Regions from separate parts of the Mus musculus genome. Here all the other regions are linked to region 1. The links are chromatin contacts, called in public Hi-C and promoter capture Hi-C maps. All regions are on one chromosome and are shown on one strand. The core of a region is the stretch at or near the end of the contact, and the rest is flanking DNA. Distances in the headings are between cores, read along the strand shown.

Region 1 (5,018 bases), core at 1,456-3,955:
GAGGGAAAAAAATATATGTGCTGATTACCTCAGTCTTACGATGTATACAACCCATAAAGCTAGTCTGTAGAAATCAGGTTAGTGGTACCTATGATCCAACCGAATGTGAGACTGTGAGGGGGCAAGCAGGAATCGTGCAGGGGGCAGTTGGCCGTGAGAGTGCATTGGTGGGGGACATGTGCAGTTGTCCAAGCTCATCAAACTATATTCTGAAGATCATGCACCTTCTGATATCTTACCATGCCTCCCTGAAAAAATAAATAACTTAAAAGAAATAAAAGACTTCACAAACAAGGTGACCCCTTGAATTTGTCTGGGGAGCGGGGAGGGGGATGAATCACAATTCAACCAAAGGAGAGAGTGGGCAAAGGTGCGGAGGCAGGAAGTCCCTGGAATGGCTGTCACCAGGCCGATAGATAGGAGGGTATGGCTGCTTGCTTTTTCATGTGTGGCAGGAAGGGCAGGCCCCTGGGCAGGGACACCCTTAGCTGTTCAGGAAGTCACCTTCTTTAAGGACATTTTATTGATAACATATTCACAAATTGGCGGTTTTGGTTATTTCTTAAAATGAGAAATTCCCATAAATGAAAATTTTAGGATATTTTAGGAAATATAATAGTTATTATAACTTTATCTTAATTTTATTTTTAAAGCTCTCAGTTTTTCCCTGCCATTTTTACTATCTATTTGAAGGGTGGTTTCTCTTAGTTAATATTATTCTCAGATTTAGGGATTAGAATTATTTATAGCTCGGTACACATGCAAGTGCTGTTGACCTCCCTCACGCCCCACCCCCACCCCATATCTGTTCAGCATCCAAGGATTCAATCAAAATACTTCCTGCACAAACAACAGCAAAATGCACCGGCAGGCAGACTGCCTGCTTGCTGTGTGCAAGGTCCTGAATTCAGGCTCGAGTTTTGCAAAGAACTGTGAAACTCAGATAAAAATCCGAACCAAGATCAGAGTCTTGATCTTGCCAGGGATTGAACTCTGGGTTGTCAGCAAGCATCGTTGCTCGCTGTGCCTTCTTACTGGCCCTCCAAAGTTCTTGTTGTTTGGTTTTTGTTTTTGTTTGTTTGTTTGTTTTGTTTTTTACATATAGTTAGTATACTCATTTGGATATTATGAATTATCATTTTCCAGAGGAATAGTAAGACTTACTCATGTTCTCCAAGACATTTTTTTTTCCATTAGAAAAGTTGTTTATAAATACAGTGCTCAAAGTGCCATGCACACGAGCAGCCTATCAAAATGATCCATTTTTTATTCCTTTTAGTAAGGTAATTTCTTTGTGGACATACTCCCTGGTACCCTCCCTCCTGTTGAGGATATAGGTAAACAGGAGAAAAGACAAAAGCTGTCCTCAGTCTAGCACCTGGCTCCTAGGCAGCTGTGATAAAATACCCTGACAAAGCAAATTAAGGGGAAAAGATCCTTCTAGTTCACAGTTGAAGACTACAGCCAGGCGTGGCAAAGTAAGGCAGCAGGGGCTTGAAGCAGTGGTTACACTGTAACAGAAGACAGCAGGAACTCCTGTTACTGCCTGGCTCTCTTTCTAGGTTTATACAATCCAGGATCCCAGTTAGGGAATGGTGCCACCCACTGTGGGCAGGGCTTCCTACCTCCATAAATATAATCAAGATAACCTTCTCCAGCTGTGTCCAGAGACTAACCTAACCTGGATAGTCTCTCACAGCTGTGACCAGAGAGTTACCTTTCAATGATGCTAGAGATATTGTCAAGTTGATAGTACTAACCCTCAATTACAGCAATCGATAGTTCCTATCCCATCTCAATTTCTCCCTTGGCTTCTCATCCTCTCCTTTTCTTTCTTTCTTTTTTCCCATTTTCCTCTCTTAAGACTTTGTAGCATGGGCTATGGCCTTCCAGTGGGGGCCCACAAAGCTAGAAATAAACCTTTAGATAACTTGTCGTGATCATCAGCCTTTGATGGCTTAACTGTTCTGTTTGCTCACACCACAGAAAATCCGAAGGACCAAATCCCAAGGGGGATGTTGTCCCAGTGTAAAGAGACGAGGAGGGGGCATATGCAATAAGAGGAGGGCACAGTAGTGAGTTCAGGTGGAGACAGTGACACAGACAATGCTTTTGCCTGAAGAAGGTATAGAAATGTAGGGCTGGAGAGATGGCTCGGCGGTTAAGAGCACTGACTGCTCTTCCAAAGGTCCTGAGTTCAAATCCCAGCAGCCACATGGTGGCTCACAACCATCTGTAATGAGATCTGACTCCCTCTTCTGGAGTGTCTGAAGACAGCTACAGTGTACTCACATGTATTAAATAAATAAATTAAAGAAAAAAAAAAAGAAATGTAACGTTTTTAAAACCCCCTATCCAAAATGAACAGATTGGAGTTTTAGAACTTGTGGGTCTAAAATCTTGAAACTTTGTGTGGACCCTACCCCCTTAAGAGCACTAGAAACACAAAGGCATTATTGCACAGCGTGGTGGAGTAGGCGTGGCCGCACGCCTCTTAAGCCACCACATTACTCTTATTTTCTCCACATTTGACATCTGTTTCATCAGTAGCCACTTGCACTGATAATTAATGGTGATGAACACAGTTCTTAAGACAGTAAACCAGGGAAGGGTTTGGGGATGTAATTAGCCCTCCGCTATTTAACTAGCAACATATTCAGAACCAAATGAATGAACACCGTAATCCCTTCTCCTGTCTCTTTGATTTAGCCGCGTGGAAAACGATGCTGTAATCTGCCCTTCTACTCAGACACTAATTAAGGAAGTTACTCTTCCCTGTCTTTCATTATGTTGGAAACAAAGCAAAGCTGCTACTGGACACACCTTTAAAAACTACAGTGTGCTCAATTAATCTTCGGTGGTGGACGTGAGATGTTCCCGGCTTAGAAAGACTGGCTTGGCCTTGGAGCGGTGGTGGTAGAGGGGTTTCTTTTCCGGGTCCTTGTGGGTTTAAGGAAGACTAAGTCAAGAGAAGGGTTATATGCTGTCTGGTAGTGTTGTGAAGTAGCTTGAGGTTTCCTGCCTGGCATCCTGCCTATTTAAAGATGACTACAGTTAATCATGTGGACTCAAATAGATGAAAATTTTCTTTATCAGGAGAGAGGAAATCAGGAGCTCTGTAAATGTTTTAGGAGATAAAGATGTGTTCAGATTTGATTGTTACAGTTGCACACTTGTACCAAAATCATCACACACATCTCACAAGTGTGTATCATTTGTATTAATACAAATTTAAGACTTTAACCTTTAAAAGGCAAAAAGAAAACATTTAAAACAAGCTTTTTTGTTTTGTTTTGTTTTTAAAAACGACCTTTCTCAAGGCCAGCTTGGCCCACAAATTAAGTTCCATGAAAGCCAGGGTTGTTACACAAACCCAACCAAACGAAACCAAACCAAAAAACCCAAACAACAACAAAGACCTACCTTTCATTTCCTGAGGCAGTTACTTTTTAATAGACAAAGTTCTGAATGTATGTCCCTGCACCATGTGCATACCTGGTACCAGAAGAAGGCATTGGGTCCACTGGAGCTGGAGTTCCAGATGGTGGTGAGCAATGGTGTAGTTGCTGGGAATTGAACCCGGGTCCTCTGGGAGAGCAGCCAGCACTCCTAACCACTGAGCCACCCCTCCAGCCCCAGAAGTTAGTTTTACGAGACATTTGATGGTCTCACGCTTTTTTCCAGTTTGACTTCTAAGCAGCTCCTGGGGATTTGATGTTTTGACCTCTAAGTTAAGAGGATCCAGGCCCATTTTAAAAGGAAATGTAGAACAATTACAGCATTTAGCCGGGGCTTTTCTTGTGCCCCGGGAAATTTGTCACCAGTCCCCCTGCCAGACATGGTTTGGTGGACAGTCCTCCAGGAGCTGTAGATTGCCTTTGTCAAGATTGGCACATGGACCCCAGCGGTCTGGATGATGGGAACTTACATGGCCTGCTGCATGCTTTGAAGCCCTTCTAATCACTCAGAACGTCTGGAATTTTAAAATCCACCTCACTTAAAAAGATCACATTTTCCAATGATCCGAAGTTAACTGACTCTAAACACCAGTTTTAAAGTTCTAGAAAGGACCATGTAAAGGATGGAAGTTAATTTCCATAAGAAGACCACTAGAGGGCACAAGAGATCTTGGAAAGGAAAGGGTACTTCTCCCGCCTCCGCTGCAAGAGGATGAAAAAGAAACATATAGTTGGCAACAACTTTTATGTTGCCCTGTCCTATGTTGAGACACTGTTCTTGATGAAAGCATGATGTGACAAAGCAAGCTGTATTCTTTAGAACTAAATTGGATTCTTCCTTTTTTTTTTCAAATACACTACAGTAAAATGTATTTGTGACATTTAAAGTAGCAACTTCTTTTAATAGTATATTTTTAAGTCTAACTGGAGAGTGCAGCCTCTTTAGATAAAGAAGAAGCTTTGAGGCCAGCAGAAGGGTCTGGGACGTTTCTTGGACATGCAGGCTGCCTTTGTGCTGTTCTCGCCGAGCTGGGGTAATATTTCCCACCTGAGGATTTGCACAGTGACCTGGCTAGCAGCCTGTGTTACACACATCTCTCTGCCTCAAGGGAAGCCAGCCTGTGCCTTCCCTCTAGAATGCTGGTTATAGAGAAAGGACAAGATGTTGCAGCCATGAAGCAGTCTGCGAAACTGTCACCAAGAGGCTTGACCGGGTTGCTAAGAAGAGTTCTTGGGCTCTAGGGTGCCACCATGTACCTCCTGGCGAGGTGACATAGTGAAGGATGAATATGTTCGTCTTCCGGAAGGCTGGTTAGAGCCACCACACAGGGCATTCTTAGTTTTGCCACGCCCTAAGTTTGAAAGATACACAAATTGCCAAGTGAGTATCTTTGCCAGCCTATTGGTTGTAAGGCTTGAATTCAGCTCCATTTTTTTTGGGGGGGGGTGGGGATCTGGCATGTTTTTCAGGGTCTGATGGACACTTGAGTGCCCAAAAAGAGAACAAGTCTGTCTGGGCTAGACCTTCTGTTCTCCTAAAAGTAAAGTATTTTATAGTTG
Region 2 (5,018 bases), core at 787-3,286, 370 kb after region 1:
GGTGCCTGCCTCAGAGCAGGGAGTGCCATCAAGGAACAAGGGACCAACCTTTAAAGCCCTCTAATAAAACTGATGTTATGGCAGAGCTTATGTTCTAGTTTTATCTTAAAAAAAAAAAACAGTAAAAATACACTCTGGAATCGAGTACATCTGAAACATGTTGGCATAGATATTAATTTTTAGATGTGATTTGATCACAGAGACTACCCAAGATGAACCCAACATGGCCTCTTTTCTAGTCATCAAGTTTCAAAGGCAGCTGTTTGTTGCAGTGCTTGCTTATTTTACACTCTCTAGACTTCTAGAAGTGACTGAACACATCAATTATGTACAGAGACCTGCACCTGTACTTTTGTGCTTATATGGAGTAAGGAACAGGAGTTAACTGGTCTGAAGAGGGGCTCCAGAAAGATGCAGCCGTGGGAGCCCAACACAAGCCACAATGGAGTCAACAACTTTCGTAAATGCAAACATTACCCAGTGCATCTTTCTTTTCCTCCTCACTTGTTATACCCCAACACAAGTATTAAAGGTTCAAAAGATAGCTGGCAAAAAAGAAAAACGAAATACAGTCAACTTAGCTCTAACACAAAGGTTTTGCTTTCTTTCGAAGGTGCCAAGCTCTCAGAGCTGAGGGGGCCCTCAAGTCCCACTTTTCTCTCCTTTGTTCTTTCAGCAGTACTGACATAGGACCTAGAGTCTTATGCACGCACAGTGCTCTACACTGCTACTCTGAGCTACAGCCTAGCCCTATTCTCTGAGACACTACTGACTCCTGCCTGCCTGCCTTTCTCATTTCTAACTCAACGGCCAAAGACCTTGGAGCAGTGTTTTGCTACTTAGTCCTTCTGCAGTGACAGCAATGAGTCAAGATGGATGGGTTTCTATGGTAAATGGGGATTAGAGCTAATTGAAACTTTGGGATTACAGCAATAGGAGCTAACTGTAAGAAGTAGGGCTACCCTCAAGTTCAGCTTACAGTCTTCATCCTCCAAAGAGAGTTGACCCTATACTCTTCTTGTTATGCTGTTGGCAGAAGCAACATAATGGAGACAATCCACTTACCAGACACTGTTCGACCTTGCAGCTACCACACAATGCCACACCTAATACCAACAGTCTCTCCTTTTCAACCACAAGGGCAGAGTACAGCACTTATTCTGAGATGATACACTGATTGCTGAAATTTTGCAGTTGCTCTGTCCCTTTCTAAATTGTGTTATTCAATTACATAACCCAAGTAAACCTCTCCTAATTTTATTTGCATCAGCATTCTAAGAAAACTCCAGCATTAGGAGAGCAATCCACACTAATTGACCCTTTCTCCCTCTGTGGCAATTCTGCAATTATGGAAGAACTATTTTTGTAATATTCATTCAGAGCTGCTTTCAGTGTCATGCACCTTAGATTTTTGGACATGTTACAGTTTAATTAACTAAACCACAAAACCAAGAGCAAAGGCCACGGGAACCATTGGCTGATACAGCTGGAAAAGTACAAAACTTACACCCTCTTGTACCTATGATATGAACCCAAGGACATCAAACAAATGAAACTGATGTGGACAAACTACCCACAACAGAACATAGCATAGTTACCCAAATCAGAGTACAAGAGGATATTCTGGAAACCTAAAATGGTACTCAATTCAAAGGGGATTTCAATAAAGAGATGTCACTTTGTGAGTTTTACAGAACTTTGATTATAGGCCTGTAAGTTAAAAGCCCACCCACAGGTTTGCTCAGGGACAAGCCAACTTGACTGGAGGTATGTGACTTCAGGAGGAGATGATGCCTCCCTAGAAGGGAGCTGCATTCACATTAGCTCCTACTTCCACTATGCAGTAGGGTCCAGAAGGCCTCAAGGCTTACCCTGCTTAGAACAAACAGGCTCTTGAGCCTCAAGAAATCAATCCTATGTCCTGCTATCCCCCGTCCTGACAGACAGAGTTATAAAGCCCTTCTGCCTGAGCTGTGCTGCCTGCTGCTGCCAGGCTGCACGCCTGCACGCCACTGGTGACACTGGTCATGGTCCACACCTAATAGGCTGACCTCCTTTCCCGACTAATTGCATTACATCGCCAGCTGGCTCCAGAAGGAGTCGTCTGTTTGATTGAAGAATCTGGGCTCCTCAGCGGGCCCGGCTGCTACTTTTACTAAGTAACAGTCAGGCCTGACATCCCCATTGTTCAGCTGACAGTGTGCCCATCCTAAAATCTAAGTTTTATTTGTAAATTAACCAAGAAACTTCCTGCCAGAACAGAGCTGCTTAGAGACTGATAATGTGGGCCTTTCATCCCCTTTCACTCTACTGTATCACTGCCAATTTGTTTTTCATGTGGCTGGCCAGCCTGAGGCTATAAAAGCCTTGTAAGACATAAGTGCAATTATAGTCCTGGAGTCAAATGAATTGGACAAATCCAATAGCACAGCTCTGTCCCCACTCTGCAAACCCCTACAGCAGTTAGATTAGCTGTGAAAAATCTAATCTAGCTAGAGCTAACAAATTTCTGCAGTGAAGGATCAAGAGTTCAGTATGGGGTTGCAACCGCATTGCTGGATTGAAAAAGTCCCCCCATGACAGGGGCAGAACAGAGCATGAATCACTTTAGAATTCTGCAGCTCATTTTTAAGCTGTTAGGGACAATTTAGCTGGAGTAAGTCAAGGAACCGGGGGCTGCTGTTACGTGACTGATTTTTTTGCCTGACTGTGAGACATCCTGGTAAAGAGGGTTTATCGTTAATGATGCTAAATCTTAGAGCTGCAAAAGGTTTCAGCTGCTTTTTGAATATTACAGTGGGAAATCTCCCATACAGACCAAGCCTTGGGACATTATTTATAGCAGCATTATGTCAAGAAAATAGTATAAAAACAAAATAAAAAGCCTTTCTACTTAAGTAATCCTTCAAAACAGTTTATATGTAAATCTGTCTTTAACACGTAATTGTTAATCATGAAAAATTATAGAATATAGGAATAATATGCAGAGAAACATGAAGACATTTACAAGGTACCCCATGTTTATAAAACATGTGAATACAGCCTGGGGTCTTGGTAAAGCAACTCCAGATTCTAGAATACCAGTGAGCTACCACATAGCAGAAACCTCCTTTCTATAAGCACTGCAGCCATCAGAACCCAAGCTGGCAGGCAGGCGGCTCCTTCACACCTGTGGGAACCAGCACATGGCTAGCACTCCCACTAGCTGTGAGGTTCCCAGCCCAGGGAGGCCAAGGCAGTATGCAGGGCTATGCTGGTGAAAGGCTGCTGAATTTCTGAATGCAAATTGTGCTTTATGCATCTGAGACACTTGATCACTATGGAAATTGTCTGTGACCCGAGTTCTGATGATGTCTCACATGCACTGTTGTTCATCATGTATGCAGTCCAGACATCTGTGGCTACAGTAGTGAAAAGGCAAAACGGGAGACAAAAGAAATGAAGCAGATACAGTAGGGCCCATGAGCTAAGATCAATCATCTGGCTAATGGGGCAAGGGAAAAAGAATCAATCACATCAGTGGACAATGACGAGGGCTGATGGCCAGAGAGTTCCTACCAGGTATTGGGCTAAGCAATTTTTCTGGCATTGTCTTACTTACTCGACTCAACAGTACTGTGCTATGGGCTCCATTTTCAATCTTATTTAATACAGGAAAACCAGAGGTATAAGCTGGTAAAACAATTAAGACATACACTTGAGCCTTGACTGGCCCTAGCTCTCTAACCATGCCACCACACTCCCAATGTACAGTCTTCATACTTGAGATACTGCCCTCAGTTCCTTACATCTGTGCTGTTAGAGGAGACTGAGTGTCAAATTGGAATGTAGGCTGTCCCCCATTAGCCAACAGGGAAAGCACAGTTGCTTTAGGATGCTCTGTTCATCTAGAAACTTACAGGAGTGGTTTTCTTACTATACTACATTTTTCTCCCATTAATGTGTTCCTCATCCAAAACAAGGATTTTTTCAAGTAAACATTCTATAGGCTGTGGAGTTCAAGGCCCTGCTTCTTTGGTGGAGTTCCTTTGGGAGCATCAGGGAGAGCAAAGGGATAGCATTTGAGGTGGGACATTTGGGCAACAACGTATCTGCAGGTAGGGTCACTGTGACAAACACTGGCAGTTCATCCTAGCAACCTTGGGGGTGGTGTGTGTACGTGTGTGTGTGTGTGTGTGTGTGTGTGTGTGTGGGAATGCTTTTCTAGAGCCTTATCAGCACTTTTTATTTTCTTTCTTTTTTTTTTTTTTTTTTGGTCAAAAATGGCTATTATGTGTTATGGCCTTTGCCAAACATGAGGTAAAATTATTGTCTCTCATGTAATTAACATGAAAGAAGATCCAAAAGTATCCATGCTAAAGACCCATTTTCTTCCTAGTCTTTAACCTTAGGCCTTAAAGTTGTGCTAAGTTAGTGGTTTAGATTCACTACAACTGTAGCCAGAGGAAGAGGGCACTGACTTGGAACCCTGGGAAAGCAGCTTCAGGGCTTGGTCACCATCCAGACCCAGAGAGCCTCACTTACACACGAGTGCAGTGAGCTGTTGTCCCTGAGAAGCCCCCTTACCTTTTTGGTGAGAGAATCATCTGAATCTGATGGCATCCGAGTGGAAACGTGGAAAATTACTTCCACGGTCGAGGTAGCATAGTAAGGGGCTGTCTGTCCCGTGCTGCCATTGCGCTGAAGACCACCCATAAACCCACAGTGGGTTGAGAGATCCACCTGACGAAGGTCACAGAGCAAAAGGTGAGGGTCAAAAGTGAGCTAACCTTATTCATTAAGCAGGAGTGGGAGCTGAGAGAATGGACAATTTTCATTTAAATATATTTCATTCTGATTACAAACAAATATAAGATAGACGAAATTAACTTTTAAAGAAAGAAATGAACATAAAAACAAAAACAGGTCTGCAACCATGCTATGTGAAAGCCACTATAAAAATGTAAGGAGGGCCTGCCTCAGCAGTTCAATGCTTGCCTGGCACATGCAAGGACCTGGCTGTGATCCCAGGATGTGCT
Region 3 (5,018 bases), core at 976-3,475, 300 kb after region 1:
GCAATAAGGAAACCCCCATGCAAGTCCAAACAAGTTTCTTTCCCTCTTTTTGTTCAGTAAGAGCCGCTCCCAAAGGTAAAGATTTACACTATATCCCTTTGGATAATGTCAAACACCAGACTGGATTCTCCAGGTCATTAGCATGCAGAAGAATGACCTCATGGTGAACAGATGCACTTGGCTGTGAGCTGCAGTGATTACATCAGTCCCTCCCCAGCACTCGAGGGTGCCCATTCCAGTTAACCCTTTATAGTCCTCTCTGCTGCTCCCCTTCCGTGATAACATGAAAACACAAACTTAGCACTCTACTCCCATAGCTCTGTGGGTTAAGAATATACAAATATGCATGCATAAAACATATAAATGTTAATATCAGCTTCCTTTTCGATTATTTATTACTTGCCAATATGGGAAGGGATCAAATTGCAAACTGCAGGCAGGGCTAGGTAAAAAAGCTATCCAAATACCTTTCATACAGAGTATTATTAATTCTAACAATAGATGCAACAGATACCAAGGGCTGCTTTAAAATAGCATTTCTGGTTGGGAGATGAATTCTCCTTTTAAAGGAGTTGACAGAAGATGAACTCTTATATTTGAGTCCCATGTCCCTATTCAGAGCTCATGGTGTACCTTGGATAGAAGTACACTCACTCATTTGGGTGCTCTGGCTCCTAGGCCTCTGTGGTCAGGGAGTGTGGCAGGCACAGGCTTTTCCCATCAACAGAGTCTATGGTCAAGCTCAGCTGCACATCTCTCTACAGTGGGGCTGTGCTGCTCTCTGGCTGTGCTGTATTATACAGTGCAGTACCTTCCTTAAAGACTGTATCCTAGGGAAGCCTGTCATATGTATGTAAAGCGCTTGGGCGCCCACGTCCCTGCTTTGATGATGTAAATGGCCACAGACAGTTTGACTGGACCCTGTGTGTAAGAAGTTCAGGGTCCATTTTTCCAGGTGGTCTGGAAGAACAGACTTCACCTCAGTCTCTGAGTGTAAGTTGGCTGGGCTGGGCTCATCTGGTTTTGACTGTGTTTGTCCTAAGAAAATAAAAAAACCACTATGAATAAGTGAAAAGTCTTTTCCTCTGTGAAAATAGGGGTGAAGCTGCACATACACCAGGAAGAATACAGCTCTGAGAGGTGCCCCTGCACAGATGAGGCTGTGAACCCCATTCTCACTGCACTGCCCTCACACTGCAGTTCAAATAGATTGCATTTCTATCTCTTTCCTTATCACTGTGAAGGGCAAGCAGAAGTTGTGAACATGACGGGATGCGGTGCTGATGTTGATCTGAAGGATAAAATCCATTTGCTTTGGTGTTCTATATTTGGTTTCTTGCCCCATATATAAAAGTTCTAATGTCTGTCCTGACAAGCTGTTGGAATTTTTACTAAATAATTAAAGAAAAAAAAAACAGGACATTCTCTAAAACAAAACAAAACAAAAAACAAAAAAACAAAATCTACCCTTCTCCAAAGTGGTCACACAAATCAAAATGCTCCTACAGTCCTAAGAACTGAATTGGTTGAACTTTATTTATACAGAGGCTAAAATATACATAGAAAATAACAGCCATCATTATTTCAATAACATTGATCATCATCAACTTTAAAAATAAAAAGTTAGGAAATATAAACATTTATCATTTCATTTTTTTCTTTTATTTTTAAGAAATGAAATGTTTTCTTAGAAGTTAAAAAAAAAAAAAAACAACAAAAACAAAACCAAAAACAAAAAAAAACAAAAAAAAAAAAAACCAAGAAACAAACCCAAAACCAAAGCCTCTGCTGAGAAACGCCGAGTCCCAGCGTCTCCAAAGGATGGGAAGAGACTGAATGGAGCTGGAAAGCATTAGCTTGCTGTGGATTCCTCCTGTTCTTTCACTGAAAAATTAGACACAATTTTAAACCGCTAGCCAGACTGGGTATGAAATCTTCATTTCCCTTGAAACAGATTTTTTTCTTGTCTTAGATAGAATGCTGGCAGAGCGTATAAAAGAATTCAATTCACAGCTGTTCTACTTTTTTTAATGTAAGAAACATTAATCAAAGCTTTAAGTTATAAGCTTTTCTCATGTTGCTCAGTATCCCAGTTCAACAAAGATCAATAGAGGCCATCCCTGTGTTTCTCTCGCCTCACCAGGAAGCAGAGGCGTGATTATGTAAATGGAGCTCTGCACCTCTGCCAGCTTGCTTATCTCCCAAGCCTTCTGCCTGCTGCTCCTGGCTTCCCAAGCAAGTGCCTGCCTCTCTCTCTTATCTCCCAACAAAGCTCCAAGAGGCACGGCCTGAAGCCAGCGATGTTAAACAATGACGCATGGCTGATTTTATTTGTAAGTGATTTATTTCACTGAATTTAATTTTTTTCACTTTGTGTGTAAGATATTTGTTAACAAGTCAGCACAGGAGAAGCAAGCCTGGTTCAGAAGCAATTAACACAGGCTAGAAATCTATTAAGCATCCTTATAGCTATGCTGAAACCAGGGAAGGTGAGGGAAGCCCCTCATTGAGATTTTCAACATGCTGTACACTAAATATTCCACTTACTGTCTGACAGGCAATTAATCTGTAACAGCACATGAAAATAATTTACCAGTAATAATTTTATTCTTTAAAAAAACCTGTAATAATCATACCAACAATTTAAGTGGCAGGACATACTTTTTTCAAATTGATAGTATTATATAGAAATAGTATGTATCTAAAAATAAGGGAATCCATGGAAAATTCCACTGACCTACTAAATGAAAGCCATTATAATTTACTTTCTAAAGGCTCCACACCAGGTGCTGCTGTGGTCAGTGGCTTGTCCACATGACACTGGTGTACGAGGCCCTCTGTAATGACAGGCCTGGGGACACTGTCCTTCCCTGTCTCTGGCAGTAATCCCTGACCCTGGTATCTCAGCAGCATAATCCCCATTTAGCATTAGAGCGACGGCTTCAACTGTGAGGAACTCTTTTCTGATAAGTATGCAGTGATTTGGGCATCGCTTTTAAACACCATATTCCCAGCTCAGCAAGAAACTCACACTCCTGAATGAACCGGAGCACATTATTGAGAAAAAGTTCATTAACCTTGCTAGATTCGAGGGTTAACAGGATAGCAGAAGAAAGGAACACAGCGAACAGCTCGGATACAAAACAAATTAAAATGAATGTCATCATTCCTTTTGAAATTCATTAGTTGATTCAGAGGGGGAACGTTCTTCTTAAATTTGCAAGCATTTATCTGTGAAAAACAGGTGTACATCTGCTACTCAATACGTCTTAAGCGGGAGGGAGGAGAATCATGTAGACACTCACCCGTTCCACTGACAGAGTAGCTGGGAGAGGGAGAAAAGACTTGAGCAGCGAAATCCTCAAATGTCATGACTTCCCGGTGGTTTTGAATTATTGCTTCCAGATACAGAGCTCGCTCTTCGTAGCTTCGGTAATTAGTTAAGGAGACAAACACACGTGCAATTTTGCATGCAGAGCAGTGGGTGATTTGTTTTAAATGCAGTTACTCAGCTTTCCCGTTCTAATGCTCATCACTTACCCTTGGAAACTCTTCAGCATTTTGCCAGAAAATTAAATATTTGTCACATATAATAGTGAGATGCTAGTTCTTAAAACCTAGGTTTCTTTCAGGTAACATCATATATAATATTACACACACACACACATATATAAATATAAAATGTTACAAAATTATAGCAAAGTGCTGATTATTATACCATCTCGAAGGCTGGCTCAAGCCAGGAGAGAGGTGGTCGAGTAGACCAACATTGGAATGGTATGGCGTGACAGCCTTCCTCTTCACTCCGGATCTAGGTAACAAGGATTCTCATCTCAATCTAAGGACACAAGGAACTGATACTTCAAGTAAGAGCTGGTGATGTAGTGGTGAGCACTTTCAACAAAGGTAAGAAAACATAACCTAGTGGGAGGAGGAGGCTAGGAGTTATATTCTGCAAGGGCAGCAGAGCCTCTAAGCAGGGTAAGTGATGAGCATTAGAAAATGAAAATGGAGATGGACGGAGATTGTAGCAAATGGTATACAGTGCAACTGCAAAAAAATAAAAAGAGAGAAACCATTGCCGTCTAATTAAAGCTGCAGTCTGGAACACACAACATTCAAATGTGTAATCAAAAACCAGTCACCAATAAAACTTACAAGCGTAACACGCTGAAGCAACTTTCCAGCTGTCTTAATAGGACCCCTGCTTGTGGCAGCCTTTCACAGGGCAGAAAGCAAATCTTCCCCTTTGTGTGAGGCTTCTGTTTCCTCTGAAGGTGAATCATGCACTTCCAATAAGAGGAGCAGTCAGAATGATCTGACAATGAATGGAGGCGCTACACATATAACTTTAGGAATTAGCACTGGGGGAAGCCAGCATGATGTCTCATTTTCCCTTCCTCATTACTGATGCAAAAGTTAAAGGATGTGTTTTGATTATTTTGAAAAATTGTGCGATTTCTTCATGAACACAAAACCCAGAGAATGTAGATTCCCCTTAGATTTTTATCTTGGGCTGCAAAGAAACATGATTCTGTATGTCTCACACTCTGTGTGTCTTAAAACAATCCTTTCACGATAAGTTGGGAGTGATTATGCCCTTCCAAGGAGTTTCTCTAGAGCTTGTTTTAAAACTGGAGCCGCTTTCCTATTTTCTTTTGGTAGAGTCTTGATACTGATCTCCAGATGCAGGTTCTCTCCCCACTCCTGTATCTTCAGGGATGGAGTCACACCAGGAGGGGACCTGAAGCTCTCTGGAGCAATGCTGACTACCTGGGAGCTACATGACTACCACAATTTCAATGTTTATTAACTGAGGTGCAAAAGGAACAGCTATGCTTCCCTGCCCCATCTGTATATTTCAAATAGTTATCAAGTCAAACTGCAGATACAGGATCTGGTGCAGGCACAAATGTAGAACGTAATGTTGGGATATGCTTCATGCTAGAATTTCCCTTAGAAACTCTTAGAAAAAATGGAGACTATGCACTGGAAGCTTTCAAAAGTGGCCCCTCTGA

The links. Promoter capture Hi-C pulls out the DNA fragments that hold promoters and counts their contacts. Hi-C and Micro-C count contacts between places; a contact is called where the count stands out from the background.
Region 2: a Hi-C map of rod photoreceptor shows a contact between it and region 1, with 2.1 times the contacts expected there. The contact joins two enhancer-like sites. A contact is called at or near these places in 7 of 484 Hi-C or Micro-C datasets (the HPC-7 cell line, the N1E-115 cell line, bone marrow-derived macrophages and 4 more), 4 of 115 datasets of contacts at active chromatin or transcription factors (astrocytes, differentiating embryonic stem cells, embryonic basal ganglia and 1 more) and 3 of 9 other capture datasets (embryonic stem cells, embryonic tail and embryonic trunk).
Region 3: a promoter capture Hi-C map of the HPC-7 cell line shows a contact between it and region 1. The contact joins the promoter of A930019D19Rik here to the enhancer-like site in region 1. A contact is called at or near these places in 22 of 39 promoter capture datasets (the 3T3-L1 cell line, 3T3-L1-derived adipocytes, the C10 cell line and 14 more), 3 of 15 datasets of contacts at CTCF or cohesin (large pre-B cells, pro-B cells and stem cell-derived epiblast-like cells), 63 of 484 Hi-C or Micro-C datasets (the AML12 cell line, the AtT-20 cell line, B cells and 39 more), 7 of 115 datasets of contacts at active chromatin or transcription factors (astrocytes, differentiating embryonic stem cells, embryonic basal ganglia and 3 more) and 4 of 9 other capture datasets (adipose tissue, embryonic stem cells, liver and 1 more).

The regions. Positions count from the first base shown.
Region 1 is chr2:145,953,521-145,958,538 of GRCm38.p6, forward strand. All of the region lies in intron 6 of Cfap61 (cilia and flagella associated protein 61), which reads left to right. Among named protein-coding and RNA genes, the nearest start is that of Cfap61, 21 kb to the left of the region's middle. Within about 2 kb of position 2,706, at least 10 of the 459 cell types and tissues checked have an H3K27ac peak or open chromatin away from gene starts, as enhancers often do. A contact at or near this core is called in the HPC-7 cell line, the N1E-115 cell line, bone marrow-derived macrophages and 2 more, where this site is marked.
Region 2 is chr2:146,328,850-146,333,867 of GRCm38.p6, forward strand. It overlaps Ralgapa2 (Ral GTPase activating protein, alpha subunit 2 (catalytic)), which reads right to left. Exons shown (of 41, transcript NM_001033348.3): 36 at 4,567-4,722. Among named protein-coding and RNA genes, the nearest start is that of A930019D19Rik, 72 kb to the left of the region's middle. Within about 2 kb of position 2,037, at least 51 of the 459 cell types and tissues checked have an H3K27ac peak or open chromatin away from gene starts, as enhancers often do. A contact at or near this core is called in the N1E-115 cell line and rod photoreceptor, where this site is marked.
Region 3 is chr2:146,257,061-146,262,078 of GRCm38.p6, forward strand. It overlaps A930019D19Rik (RIKEN cDNA A930019D19 gene), which reads left to right and starts at 2,226. Exons shown (of 4, transcript NR_040619.1): 1 at 2,226-2,333; 2 at 3,816-3,906. It overlaps Ralgapa2 (Ral GTPase activating protein, alpha subunit 2 (catalytic)), which reads right to left. Exons shown (of 41, transcript NM_001033348.3): 39 at 3,306-3,427.